Linked DNA regions of Rattus norvegicus: region 1 is linked to region 2. A link is a contact called in public Hi-C data. All regions are on one chromosome and are shown on one strand. Each heading gives the region's core, a stretch centred on a gene start, on an enhancer-like site or on the middle of the called end of the contact. The rest is flanking DNA. Distances are from core to core; before and after follow the strand shown. Region 1 holds the start of Dennd5b (DENN domain containing 5B). Region 2 holds the start of LOC134486897.

The links. A called contact is a pair of places that touch in the nucleus more often than the background predicts.
Region 1: a Hi-C map of prefrontal cortex shows a contact between it and region 2, with 2.3 times the contacts expected there. The contact joins the promoter of Dennd5b here to the promoter of LOC134486897 in region 2. A contact is called at or near these places in 5 of 12 Hi-C or Micro-C datasets (Schwann cells, frontal cortex, liver and 2 more) and 1 of 1 datasets of contacts at active chromatin or transcription factors (oligodendrocytes).

What each region holds. Positions count from the first base shown.
Region 1 is chr4:183,818,088-183,825,467 of GRCr8, forward strand. It overlaps Dennd5b (DENN domain containing 5B), which reads right to left and starts at 2,925. Exons shown (of 22, transcript XM_039108925.2): 1 at 2,096-2,925. The coding sequence starts at 2,222.
Region 2 is chr4:183,640,246-183,646,929 of GRCr8, forward strand. It overlaps LOC134486897, which reads left to right and starts at 3,246. Exons shown (of 3, transcript XM_063287016.1): 1 at 3,246-3,388; 2 at 3,424-4,694; 3 at 4,906-5,023. The coding sequence starts at 3,246. The coding sequence ends at 4,949. Sinhcaf (SIN3-HDAC complex associated factor) reads right to left here and starts at 4,383. Exons shown (of 6, transcript NM_001134712.1): 1 at 4,270-4,383.

The sequences.
Region 1 (7,380 bases), core at 1,675-4,174, 180 kb after region 2:
ATTGCACAAAAAAGTTAAGCCAAGTATGAAAGCACATAGGAAAGTTTATTTATTCAGAAAAAGGATACACTTAAGACGGGAGATAGGAAACTTTTTTTTTTTAAATCTTATCTTGTTAGTCCAGCCGCTTAAATTTCCTTAAAGGTTAAGTTAAACTGAAGAGAAATTATCATAGAAAATAAAACACTTGCCAAATAGCTGTGTGATTCCTAAGCCTTAAATCTGTCAATTCCTAGTACTCAGGGGTCACAACCACCCCTAACTCTAGTTCCAGATTACCTAACACCCTCTACCCTCTTCTAAACTCTGAAGGCACCAGACATGCACGTAGACATACACATAAGATAAATCTGAAAAATTAAAAATAATTTCTTCACTATATTAGTAGCACAGAATCTTTTTCCAGATTTTTATTATTTTTAAGTGTGTGTTTGTGTTAGAGAAAGTGCCTCAGAGGCCAGGCTGTGTCAGCTCTCTTAGAACTAGAGTTATAAATTGTTTATAAGCCACCTAATGTAGGTGCTGAGAATCAAACTTGGGTCCTCAGCAAGAGCAGTACATGTTTTCACTGAGCATTCCTCTGGTCCAAGAATCTTTCTCTTCTAAGTAGTAATACAATAAGGACAATCCAAAGAATAGGAGATACTGCTTCATGAAGACTGAGGTGATTTCTGAAGAGTCCCAGAACACACTTTAAAAGGTGGTGTTCTGGTGTTAGTAGACAAAGAGAGGACAAATACAGGCTTTTTTCTTTTCATCATTCACCTACTATAGAAGGCCCCCCAAAAAAATCCTAGTTGTTTAGAGGAGTCCTAGAAAAGATAATTGTTTTACCAGCCCAAGAAAAATCTTTCTTCAAAATCACTCTGCAGACAACCCCCCTTCCAACTTCGTGTCCCTTAACTTAATGTCATTCTTAACATATACATGAAACCTTAGCTGAAGAAACAATAAGATTACATAATTACACATACAGGGAAAACTTGGTATTTCATTATTCCTCTAAAACTATATTTAGTTTTGTTGAAAACATTTTGCTGTGAAGCTGACTTAATACTAAAATGCTCAGTTAAGACGTGAGACTGTATTAATAAACACTGAGCCGTTTTTGTTTACTATCATTTGTTATTTAATACATTCTTCCCAGTCCTCTCCTCAAAGAAAGAGAGAAAAATCTATACCGGTGCAATCAATGAGGGATGCTATGTTCCAAAAAAGCTGCTCTGAAAGGCTATGACCTAAGTGTTTAGCACTGACACAGATAAAGTTCAGGTGGAAGGTGTCATGTGTCTCACCCTTTAAAAAAAAAATCACAATTCAGATCCCACGGAGGAAAGCAGAGTGAAAAATTCAGTCAGGCATCTCTCCAGGCCTGCTCCCTACATTTCGCATTTCCCCGTCCCTATCATCTTCAAATGCCCGGGTTCTCAGGGTACGTTTCCCAGCCCAGTCCCGCACTGCGTCACCAAACCCGTCAAATGGGGGACATGCTCCTCCAGTGACACCTCGGCGGTGACTCACGGTGCGCCCCTCTTGGGGAGGATTGTCCAACTACGTCAACTCAGGGACCGGGCAGGGGTATCAACAAAGCATCAGGCCGCAACCCGAGCGTCCAAAGGTCCTCGCTAGCTCGCGGGCGGCACTGGCACCGCCAAATCCACAGGATTCCAAAGGGTGACTCGCTCGTCATCGCAGAACCAGGGGGGAGGGGTGGCGCCGACCCAGAGAGGTCGGGGTCGATCCCGCTGGGCCTCCCTCCTGAGCGGACCTCGTCGTCACCCCGCGGTCCCGACTCCTTCATGGAGCTGAGACCACCACGTCGGCCGCCAGGGCCAAACTTCGCGAACCACTGCACAGCCCGGTCCCGCGCGCCATGAGCCGCCCGCGAGCAGCGGAGGAGTCCGGCCCTCTAGGGGGCCCGCGCCGGTTACGCGGACCCAGCACCCAGGGGCTTAGCCAGAGCGCGGAATTAACAACAATGTCATTATGTCGCCCACGAGTGCCCGTCTAGCCCGAGCGCCGCTACTGCAGCCGACTTTTTGTCTGGAGCCCGCACCTCGCCTCCCTAGCGCCTCCTCAGCCAGCCCGGCCTTACCCGCCAGCTCGTCGGGCTCCAGCCCGCTGTCCGCATCGATCCCGCACAGCACGAAGTAGTGCGCGAAGCGACAGGCGGCTGGGGAGGACCCCGAGCCCGGGCCCGGTGCCGCGCCGCTACCGCTCATCCCGCCGCGCTGCCTGTGCGGCCGTCGCTGGGGTTCGCGGAGGAGGCTCTCCGGAGTGAACCGCTGAGAAGCCTCGCCGAGGAGCGTCGCAGGCTTCCCTCGCGGAGGAGGCCACCGCGCCGCTCGGACTGCGGTCTCCGCCGCGACCCTAGGACGACCCCGGCGCGCCCATGGCCGCGCAATCGCCGCAGCCGGGATCCTTCTAGACGCTGGTACCGGGGAAGCGGCCTCGGGCTCGCGCGCGGGCGGGCGGGATTCCGCCGCGGCGGGGGAGGGGCGCGCAGGGGGAGTGTCAGCTAGGGAGGCCCGCGCCGCCGCGGCTGCGCCCGCCCGAGCGCAGCGTCTGGCGCCCGCGGGTCAACAGAACCGCGCTGCGCGACGGGAGCGCCCGTAGAGCTCGGAGGCGCGCGGTCCAGGGCGCGCACCAGAGAGTTCGGAAGGATCGGGGGCGCGTCGGGGTGCGTGCCCGCCGGCTGTAATAGTGAGGCAACCTCTCTTGCGCGGTGCAGCCCCCATCAGCGGGTTAGAGCGCGAGCTGCAGAGCAGGATCCTATCTTCCAGAGAGGATGTCGCCCAACCTAACCTAAACAATAACGTAGCTTTGGAGAAGGGAGACAGCACGCTGAGGTCATTTCCCACAACGTCTGTACCATATTTTTAAACTGACATGCAGATGCTTAAACCATTTTAAGATCCTAGTCCCGACAGGACGTGGTGACTCACATCTATAATTCCAGCACTCTTGTGACTGAGGCAGGAGGATCAGGAGTTGGAGAACACACACACACACACACACACACACACACACACACACACACACACACACACACACAGAGGCAGGCAGAGTAAATAACGACCTGTGTAATTGACCCTTAACTTCTATCGTACCCTCCAATAATCTTTTGGAACCCTTGAAATGACTTCTCTTACCTTCTTAGCTGGGTTGTACTTGGGGTGGGGGTGGTTGTGTTTCCTGGTTCATTCTTTCCAGTGGCTATGGAACCCTGGGTCCCACTCAGCCTGCCATTTATATTTTAGTGAACGAAAGAATGATGATAATCTAGGTAGTATCAGGTTGGTGCTACTGGGAAAATAACCAACTTTGCTATCTGTAATGTTTATGGACATTTAATGTTATGCAATTATTGCTTCTATTATACAGGGTACACACGAAAAAGATTTTACTGAGTACTTCTATTTTTGTTGGTGACTTCTTGCAGAATGTTAGATTCTAAGCTAGCCAAACAAATACAGCAGAAAACCGATTTATTGTTTGTACTAATCAAGAAACATATTTCCTGTTCATTTGAGCGGTAACTGATTTATAAAATTGTAAGCAGTAATGATTTACTTTTTGTATTATTAACATATACAGAATACTGGGTTTAGTTATGACATTCCCATACATGTACTTTCTTGTTTTGTTTTTGTTTTTTGTTTTTCCGAGACAGGGTTTCTTTGTGTAACAGCTCTGGCTGGCCTGGAACTGGATTTGCAGACCAGGCTTGCCTCAAACTCGCAGAGATCCTCCTGCCTCGGCCTTCTGAGCGCTGGGATTAAAGGCATATGCCACCACAACCCAGTTTCCTGTACATATTTTTTTTTTTTTTTGGTTCTTTTTTTCGGAGCTGGGGACCGAACCCAGGGCCTTGCGCTTCCTAGGCAAGCGCTCTACCACTGAGCTAAATCCCCAACCCCGTTCCTGTACATATTTTGATCATATCCTTTTATTAACCATTCCTGTACCCCCTTCCCCATTCCCTCTGATCTCCTTTCTGTACACACCGAGTCCTTCTTCTGCTCTCATGTCTTTAACATTTTTGGTGATCTAATAAGTTCACCAAACTTATTTGAGTTTTAAAGACTTAAAAAATGACATTGTGTGTGTGTGTGTGTGTGTGTGTGTGTGTGTGTGTGTGTGTGTGTTTCTGTGCTTATGTATAGGTCAGGGAATGCGTTTCAGGAGTCTTCTCCTTCCATGTTATGAGCCCTGGAGATCAAACTGGGATAGTCAGTTTTGGTAGGAAATATCTCCTTATCTGCCCAGGCATTTTTCTGATCTATGAGTTCCATTAGAATTGATTAAGGAGAATAAGTGAGCTGTTATTATAGACGAATGAGCACTTTGTTAGTAATTACATCACTAAAGAAAATTTCTCCCTTAAGGGACAGGTGTGTGTTTGTGTGTGTTAGGGTTTGGATACCTCTAGTCCCAACACTCAGAAGACAAAGACTTTGAGGCCAGGCTGGTCCATAGACTGAGTTCCAGGGCAGCCAGGGCTATGTTAGAATACTGCCTTCCATTCTGTCGGGGGTCCCTAACACAACTGCCGCCTGAATGGAAAACCTTCAGTGGAGTCAGTAATCTCAGCTTTAACCTCTAATTAGCATAAAACATGCCAAGCTGTCACAATTCCAATTTCTTCAAGGAAATCTGGAGTGACATTTTCTTATGCCAAGATTTTGGCTTTCTAGGAAAATCTTATCATAACAAAGGCTATTTGGAAAACCGCATCCCTCATTGTTTAACTTTTGATATTGCATTTTTATTTGTTTTGTGAGGTATGTTTGTGTGTGTGTGTGTGTGTGTGTGTGTGTGTGTGTGTGTGTGTGTGTGTGTGTAGGCATGCTTATGAGGTCAGAGGACAATTTGTAGGAACCAGTTCTCTCCTTCCATCATTGTTGATCCTAGGAAATGAACTCTACTTGTCAGACTTGGCAGCAGGTGTCTTTCACCTGATGAATCATGTTGCCAAGCCCCTTATAGTTTTAGAAAAGGGGTCAATTCATGCCAATAAAAATTTGGCTTTCCCAGAGGTCCCGAGTTCAAATCCCATCTGTAATGAGATCTGATGCCCTCTTCTGGTATGTCTGAAGACAACTACAGTGTATTTAGATATAATAAATAAATACATCTTTTAAAAATTTTTGTTTAAATTATTTTCTATCTTCTATATGTCTACTATTATTAAATATCCTTAGCCAGAGAGATGTTAAAATGTTTCACAGGTGCACACACACACACACACACACACACACACACACACAAAACCTTACAAGACTGTTATTAAAGAACTCATACAACTCAATAGTATAAAAAATAAACCATTTTCAAGAGTCTGTTCTCTATCTACTATGTGAGTTCTGGGATTAAACGTGGGTCTTCAAGTTTGACAAGTGCTCCTATCCACCAAACTATCTTGTTTGCCAACCAGTACAATTAAATTTGTGTTTTAATTTGTTCATGATGTCTGTATGTGTGCCTGTTGGTCTGTATTTATCCCATGTGCGTGCAGTGCATGCAGTGACCAGAAGAAAGCATCAGGTCCCTTGGACTGGAGCTACAGGCACTTGTGAGCTGCCTGATGTGGATGCTGAGACTCAAGCCAGGTCCTCTACAAGAGCAACATGTGCATATAAAGACTGAGCCACCTCTCTAGCCCTACACCACAATTGTTCTTTTGTAGTCCTGGCTACCCTGCAACTTGCTACATGTACTAGGCTGGCCTTGAGCACAGTGATATGCCTTGCAAGGTTGTTACCTGCTGGAGGTTTTGAAAACAACTCCATCCTGGCTTCTGGTTTCTGCCAGGATCACTGGACATTTGGTGGCTGTCTTAGTAAATGTTCTTTCTATTGCTCTGAAGAATCAACATGCCCACGGCAGCTCTTATAAAGGAAAGCATTAACTGAGGTTGGTTTCCAGCTTCAGAGGTCTAGTCCATGATCATCATGGTGAGAAGCATGGCAGACACAGTTGCTGGAAAGATAGCTGAAAGTTCTGCATTCGGATCGGCAGCAGCAGAAAGAAAAACTGGGCCTGGCTTGAGGATTTGAAACCGAAAAGCCCATTCCCAGTGATACATTTCTTCAAACAAGGCCACACCCCTTAATAGTGCCACTCCCTAGTGATCAAGTATTCAGATATCTGAGCCTACGGGAGTCATTCTTTTTTTTTTTTAATTTATTTATTTTATGTATGTATAAATACACTGTAGCTGTCTTTGGACCCATCAGAAGAAGGCATCGGATCCCGTTACAGATGGTTGTGAGCCACCATGTGGTTGCTGGGATTTGAACTCAGGACCTCTGGAAGAGCAGTCAGTGCTCTTAACCACTGAGCCATCTCTCCAGCCCCCTACGGGAGTCATTCTTATTCAAACCACTACATTCCACTTAGCCTTATCATAACACAGAAATGCATTCAGTCCAACTTCAAAAGTCCTCATAGTCTATAACAGTGTCAACATTGCTTAAAAGTCCAAAGTCTCGGGGTTGGGGATTTAGCTCAGCGGTAGAGCGCTCGCTTGCCTAGCGAGCACAAGGCCCTAGGTTCGGTCCCCAGCTCTGAAAAAAAAAAAGAAAAGAGGAAAAAAAAAAAGTCCAAAGTCTCTTCTGAGAGTCATGGCAATCTCTTAACTGTAGCCCCTGTAAAATCAAAATAAAAAAACAGTTCACATACTTCCAAAATACAGAATATATATTACCATTCCAAGCAGGAGGAAAGGGAGCAGAGTGAGGAAATAAAAACAGCTGAGCAAACTCTATACTCTGTATTTCCACATCTAATGAACTTCAGATCTTTATCTCCTTTCTGCTTTATTGACCTCAACACACTTCTCTCTCTTGTGGTCTGGTTCCACTCCCTGTTTGCAGCTCTCCTTGGCATGGAACCCCACAATTCTGGCATCTCCAACATATTGGCAGCTCCAAGGCAATCCAGGCTTCACCTTCAAGACTTCACACAGTGGCCTCTCTGGCCTCCATGCACGGACATCCCTGACTCATGCCTGGCCTTAGCAGCTTTCCTTAGCCGGGGAGGGAGAATCTTCCACCCCTTTCTTGTATCTTTGACTCTAAAGTTAGAACCACATGGCTGAAGCTGCCAAGCCCTGCTGCTTCCTGGGGCTGAAACATGGCTGCCTTGTTCAAATACATTTTTTACTAGTTTTCTTTTTCTGATATTTTCCTTCACTGCCTAAGTGTGGCTTTACCTGTAACTTACTCTGTAGACCATGCTGGCCTTGAACTCAGAGATCTGCCTGCCTCTGTTTCCTGACCTCTGGGATTAAATTCATGCACCATCAAACCAGACCCTAAACTTTTCTTTAATTCCTTTTTATAAATTACAAGCTTAGCTGGGCGAAGTCTTACCCTG
Region 2 (6,684 bases), core at 1,996-4,495:
CTCTCTGTGAAACCCGCTTGCTTGCAGGCCTGAGTACTGCGATTAAAGCTTTTTAGGCGCCACAACACTCAGCCTCCATCCTAAGCATTCTGAACAATTAAGCTAGTGCTTGAGAAATGTGTCACCGGTTCTTCCCAGTTAATCAGTCTTATCATCTGGGGGGGGGGGGGATGATTTCTTTCAAAGAGTTGTTTTTAGGTGCTGGGGAGATGGCTCGAACCTTAAAAAGATTTGTTTCACTTTTAATTATGAGTATGTATGTCAATGTAGGTGTGTGCACAAGTGTCAGTGCCAAAGAGGCCAGGAGAGGGTGTTTGGTCTTCTGGAGCTTACAGGTAGGTGGTTGTGGGCCACTTGGCATGGGTGCTGGGCTCCCATATCAAGTCTTTAGGACGAGCAGCAAGCAAACCCAAAGGACGTATTACTAAAGCAGCTAGCTATGGGCTTGACATTGGAAACTAATTATCCTCAAAGCAGCCTTAGGAAGCTGGCTTAAGATTGTTTTCCACAGAGGCTGGAGGAACGGCTCAGCAGTTAAGATCAATGGCTACTCTTCAGGACCCCAGTTCTAGTCCCAGCACCCACATGGCAGCTCACAACTGTAACTCCAGTTTCAGGGGATCTGGCACCCTCACACTTACATACATACAGGCAAAATGCCAACGCACATCAATAATTTTTTTTTAAGATTTATTTATTTCATGTATGTGAGTACACTGTCGATGTCTTTAGACACACCAGAAGAGGGCATCGGACCTCACTTCAGATGGCTGTGAGCCACCATGTGGTTGCTGGGATTTGAACTCAGGACCTCAGGAAGAGCAGTCAGTGCTCTTAACCACTGAGCCATCTCTCCAGCCCGCACATCAATAAATTAATCTTAAAAAAAAAAGAGAGAGAAAGAAGACAAAACCCAAAGATGATTTTTCCACTTAAGCTTATTTTAGCTGGCTGGCCTTTAATCTCAGCACTTGGAAGGCAGAGGCAGGTGGATCTCTGAGCTTAAGACCAGTCTGGTCTAGAGAGTTGTAACACCCGTCAAGGCTGCACATGGCCTCCCCTGTCTTGGGGAGGGGGTGGTATTTAACCGGTGCTATACCCTGGGATTCAAAACAAGCACAGCAAGTTTTGAAAGTGGATATTTAAAACAGGGCTGGCTAGATAAAGCCTGACCACCTACCTGAATTTGATCCCTTAATTCCTGTGGTTGTGAGATCCAACTCCCCCAATATATGGTCTCATATATGAAGATACACATACACAGATGTTCTTTAAAATCTCCAACCACCCACAAAATAACAGAAGGTGAAGACCTTGCTTTCCCTTTTCTCTTAAGTCATTCAAGTCTCTCTTACAAACATCATTTGATTATAACAGAATCAATTAGTTCAACATGATGCATGTGTGGACTTTTCTAGGAAGCTGATGTCTTGCAGTAAGTAGTCTAAAAAGTACTTAAAACAAAAACAAAACAATATTTGCAAAGTACCTCATGTTCTTTTCACAGGTTTTTAATTTTCTTGACACACAGTCTACTCACTTCAAAAAATGCACCCCCAAAGATGGGCAGCCTTTCAGTATTTGTAACTTAGTCAACCAAAACTTGAAAGGTGTTCTCTACCAATAATCAAGGGGGAAAAAAAATCCGAATTTCAATTTGTATGGTGCATGAGGGCAAAGCATCTAGAATATTATTTCCCAGTCAAGGCCACATCTAGATGAAAACAAGCTAACTGAAACACAGGAGAAATCGTCAAAGATGCAACAGATATGGTGTTGCTGGCTGGATGTCTAGACTTCAAGCAAACCCCAAATACCAAAGAAGCATCCATGTGTCAAACCAGCATAATTTTTGAGCTATGCCTTGGAGCCACATACCAAAAAGTTAGCTTGAAAAAAGTGTAAGAGGGTAACTGGAAGGTCAGCCCCAGTTCCCAGGAATTGTGAAACTAGCTAGCAAGGGCTCCCTACAAGAGTGATACTTTGGCAACTTGTCCCAGCATCCTTTATCTCTGAAAGGCCCTACTCCCCAAATGCAGCTCTCAAGGTCATCTGAGATTTATCTGAGTCCTGCATACTTTATGGTCAAAACACAAAACATCCTCCAAATGATCCTCTGAATACTTTAAACTCCTTTAGGCTTTGCCCAGACTCGAAAACGAACCCCAGACTTTCTCCTTCAATTTTGCAGCACAAAAATCATTAAAATTATTTTCAAGTCTGGCAAACTTCAGTTCAAAAGCAGGTGTTTCCCGTTCACTGCTAGAAACAAGTTTTATGTCCATCTCTTACTAAAGACGGCAAAAGTTGCCTGAATCTTCTTTAGAAAACATGAAGACAACACGAAGAGCCTACTTGGAACGAACTCATAACATGGAGGGGGTGGGGGAGTAAGGTGCACATCTGGCTCCGTAGTCATTCTTCACCTGCAGTTATGAAAGGTGAGAAGAAAATAATAAAAACAAGAGGCGGACTGGGGTGCTGTTTACCAGAACTGCACGGTCCTCAAAAGCAGCCCAGCCCAACCTGCACTGCGTCTCGCCGATGGCCCCACGTGTAAACACACAAAGGCGGCACGCACCCCCTAGTTCCTCCTCAGTCCCGGCTTCCAGGAGGAGCGAGAGCCGGCGCCCCGAAACTTCCCCGCGAGTAGTCGGAGGTGCTAGGGTAGGGCGCGGAGCGCTACTCCTCCAGGGAGCCCAGCGCTGCAGAGTCCCCCGGCACCATGCGCCGCCCGCCGCCCTCACCTGCGCTGGAACAACGGCCCGCGCCCCGCCGGCGCCGCCCGAAGGCCGCGCCTCTGCTCCCGGGCCGCTCCGCACGCTCGGCCTGACGTAATTCAAACATGGCAACAGTTCCACTTCAAAGGCGGATGCACGGACCTCCCAGACGCGGCCTCCCGTGACTCGGAGCCCCAGCCACGCGTGCGCCCCGCCGAGCAGCGCTCCGTCGCGCCGCATGGGTGACCCGCAGGCCGAGGCGCCCCCACGGACACAGCCTCGCTGCGCCGCCGCTGAAGTTTCCGAGAGGACCTGAGGGACAAAAGCCGCCCCGCGCCCCGCCCGGCCCGCGTCGCTCGGGCACACGCGGCCCTTTGTTGTCCGGCGGCATCGGCAACGTCGGGGCGACCGGGACCCGCGACCAGGATCCACGCGAGCTCGGGTGTCCTCTGCCGCCGACCCCTGGGGCCAAACTTTTGCGGAGTCCCGGATGAGAAACGCCCAGAGGTCCCCGCCGCTGCGCGTATGCAGCGAGTTGGCGACTTTCGCTGTGCTTTGGAAACTGGCAAGACGCCATCACCAGGAAATCACATTGTCCTGCTCCCGATAGCCCCGACGGCGACCGCAGCCCGGGACTCACTCGGGGCTGGACACTCGGATGCAGCACGGTCGCGGCCCTAAGCACGTGGCTTGTCAGGTGAAGCACACACACAAAAAGAAAAAAAAAAAAAAGAGTTGGGTGCCTCACGCAGCGGACCGCGCCGCAGCCTTCATCCTCAGGGCTTGGTTCCGCAGGACACTGCCACCCCTCCCGTGTCGCCCGCACCCACGCTACAGGTGACCAGACGGACAGCGAACTTTGGGCTGCAGAGACCACTCGGCACCGGCCGAGTGCAAAGACCGCGTGCTGCGCGCTCATTGTCGCAGCCGCGTCCCTGCGGACTTCTCCAACAACGCCACGCCGCGTGCGTCGCGCAACCCCGGCGCTGGCCCTCACCGGCTGCTTTCAGCCTGTGTGGCCGCCGGCTCCAGGCAGTGGCAAGTTAGTTTCCGAGCTCCGGCTTTGTTGTTCACCCGCGTGCAAACCATCGCGAGCGGCGCGGGAGCGCAACACGCGGGTGCACGCGGCGCCCGAGCCCCCGGCCGGAGCCCACACGGGATCTGAGACCCGGACCCTGCTCTCCGGGTCGGCAGAGAACACTACGACTGAGAAAAGTCATTGTCACCTTCAGCGTGGATGCAAGTCCGCCGCTGCTCGTTCGTTTCCACGCTGCACTCACTTTCCCCACACCCTGACTTTCGGTTTACCTCAAATATCCTCCCCAATTAAGAAGCGCATCTCCAACACCTCTGTACAAAAGACTCTGGAGTCCGGAGAGCACGAGGACAGCGCTCCCCGCAATGCCATCTCCAAGACAAAACTTCCTGTGTGTTTGTGTATGGGAAGGACGGAGGAGGCGGGGGAGGTAAAGGGAGGAAAGAAAAAAAATCACAGAAAGCAAAACCTCGGAGACAGTTTTGCACCGGTGTCCAGACTAGAATCACTCACCTTCCACGCGCAGCAGCGTCCCCACGGTGCAAACTGCACCAGGCCAACCCCCTGCAAGCACTCCCTCCGCCAGCGCCGAGTCCAGAAAGATTGTCTCCAGCAGTTCTTCAGTTGCTACCGCGGACGGAGGTATAGATTCCGCTTTCCCTCTGCGCAGGCGCGGCTCCCGGGACCAAATTCTCTTGAATCGAGCTTATTTGCATACGGGCGCGTGCGCGCCGTGGGCTGGGCGGGGAGAGGGCAGGGCGTCCGCGCGCGTCCCCGCGGCCTCTATTGTCCTTTTAAGGGGAGAAGCGGCGAGGCGCGGGAAACGCGGCGGCCCGCAGGGACGGGGGCGGGGCCTGCCTACTACGCAACGTCACGTAAACAAACGCCCGGGGGAAGGAGGCGACGCGGGGGCGTGGCAGGACGCGAAAGGTGTAAAGGTGAGGGTTGTCCTCACCCAACGGCACCCATCGGGACGCTACCGAGCTTGGAAAGTTCTGGAAGCTGCTTTTGCAGCATTCCCGCACCTATGCCCAGTTTCTAGCTTGAGGTGGCAGCGAAAGTTGCCGTGGAAGCGCCCACTTAGTTTGTACTTGTCTCCATCTTTCCTAAATTCTGTTTGAAGGTGAGCTTTAACGTTTTGTCTTTCAGGGCCTGGCTGGGTGAGACTGCTCAACTGGTACTTTCAAGCCTGACCGCCTGAAGGCGAGATCCGACTTCTGCAAACTCACTCCGCACACCAGATGTAAATAAATTTTCATTTCTCCAACAGAGGTTTCGGGTTTTTTGTGGTTTTAATGAGTCGTTTAATAAAGCCCCCATTTTGACGTGGCCCATTCACTAATTCCCACTTGTCCCTCTCAAACATGACCCAACCCATAACTGGGTTTTGTTTTTTTTGTTTTTTTTTTTTCCTTTGCTCACTTGGACTGAGGTTTTCAAGCCTCTGCGAATTTCATGGTGGTAATTACCGTGGGAATGGTGCCACTTTCTGAAAACACACAAATCCTCCAGCCATGAAGAGAGCTCCTCTGCCCTGAAAAACCGCTTGTGAGGGGAGAAAATGGAAGCAAAATACACACCATTCCTTGGGGGATATACAATAATCTAACATCTAAATGTTCCTAAGAAAATTAAAAAGGGATCTAGAAGAAAGGGAGTAATCTAGAGAAAACAAAGAAAAGGGAGGTTCCGGAGAATGAGGAGGGAGGAAGACCCTGAAGTAACTTTTCAGATGAAAAAGTAAGAAATGGAAGTATAGTTGTGATACTCCTTAAGCCCAGCAACACATAACACCTGGTTCAGTGACCCTGAGAGGATGGGTAGGAAAAAGAACGTTTTCCCCCAGAACTTGATACTGGTCCCTTGCTGCAAAGTGTGAAAATCAACTAAAAAAAAACTGACAAGATTCCCTGCTTTTGCTGTAGAGCCAACTATGCAGATTCAAACAAATATTTCTGAAATGCTACTTTAATTTTACAGCTAATTCCTCCAATACAATCCAAACCTACTTCTAAAGACCCCAACTTTTTTAAAAGTTCTACAACACCATTCCTCTGAAGGAGGGGAATAAAGAAACCTGGCAACTCCCACTAAAATGCAACTCTTAAAGGCAAAGATTTTTTCTTATATTTGTGTACAGCCGCCTAAAACAATGCCCGACACTTGATAGATTCTTAGTACCTACTTGTAAAATATTCAATTTTTTTAAATCTACTATTGACTTGTTTCAAGTTAAAATACCTTACAGTTTTTGCATTTGACCTAAAAGGAGTTTGGGGGTTATCGTGATCTTTAATTGCCATCTTTGTCCCTAGGTAATAAAATCTGACAGCTTTAAAAAGTGTTTCCAGCCTGACTGTGGTTGTGTACATCTTTAACCCCTACACTTTGGAAGCAGTCACAGGCAGATCTCTTTGGGTTCTTGGCAAGCCTGATCTACAGTGTGAGTTCTAGCACAGCCAAGGCTACCCTGTCTTGAAAAAAACAAAAAATAAAAGTAAACAAAACTTTCCAAACTTCCATTGCTGACAAACAGCACTGGGCATACATTTCTGATTTGTGCTTTATGTTTCACCGTGTGTGTGTGTGTGTGTGTGTGTGTGTGTATGTCTGTGTGTGTGTGTGTGTGTGTCTGTGTGTGTCTGTGTGCATGTGTGTCTGTGTGCCTCTGTGTCTGTGTGTGTGTGATTTAGTGTGTGTGCGCGTGCGTGCGTGCATACGTGGGTGCATGCATATGTGTTTGTTTGTTTGAATATAGAGATTAGTTCTCTCCTTTGACTTTGTCTTGTAGCCTAAGAGGTTGAATACCAGTTGTTAGGTCAAAAGCATTTTTTTACATTGAGCCATCTCTCTTGAAGAAATGTTAGAATTTATGAGTTTTGACCGAGTCACCAAAACTAGTTTTAAATTATCAAATGCCTTGAAAGT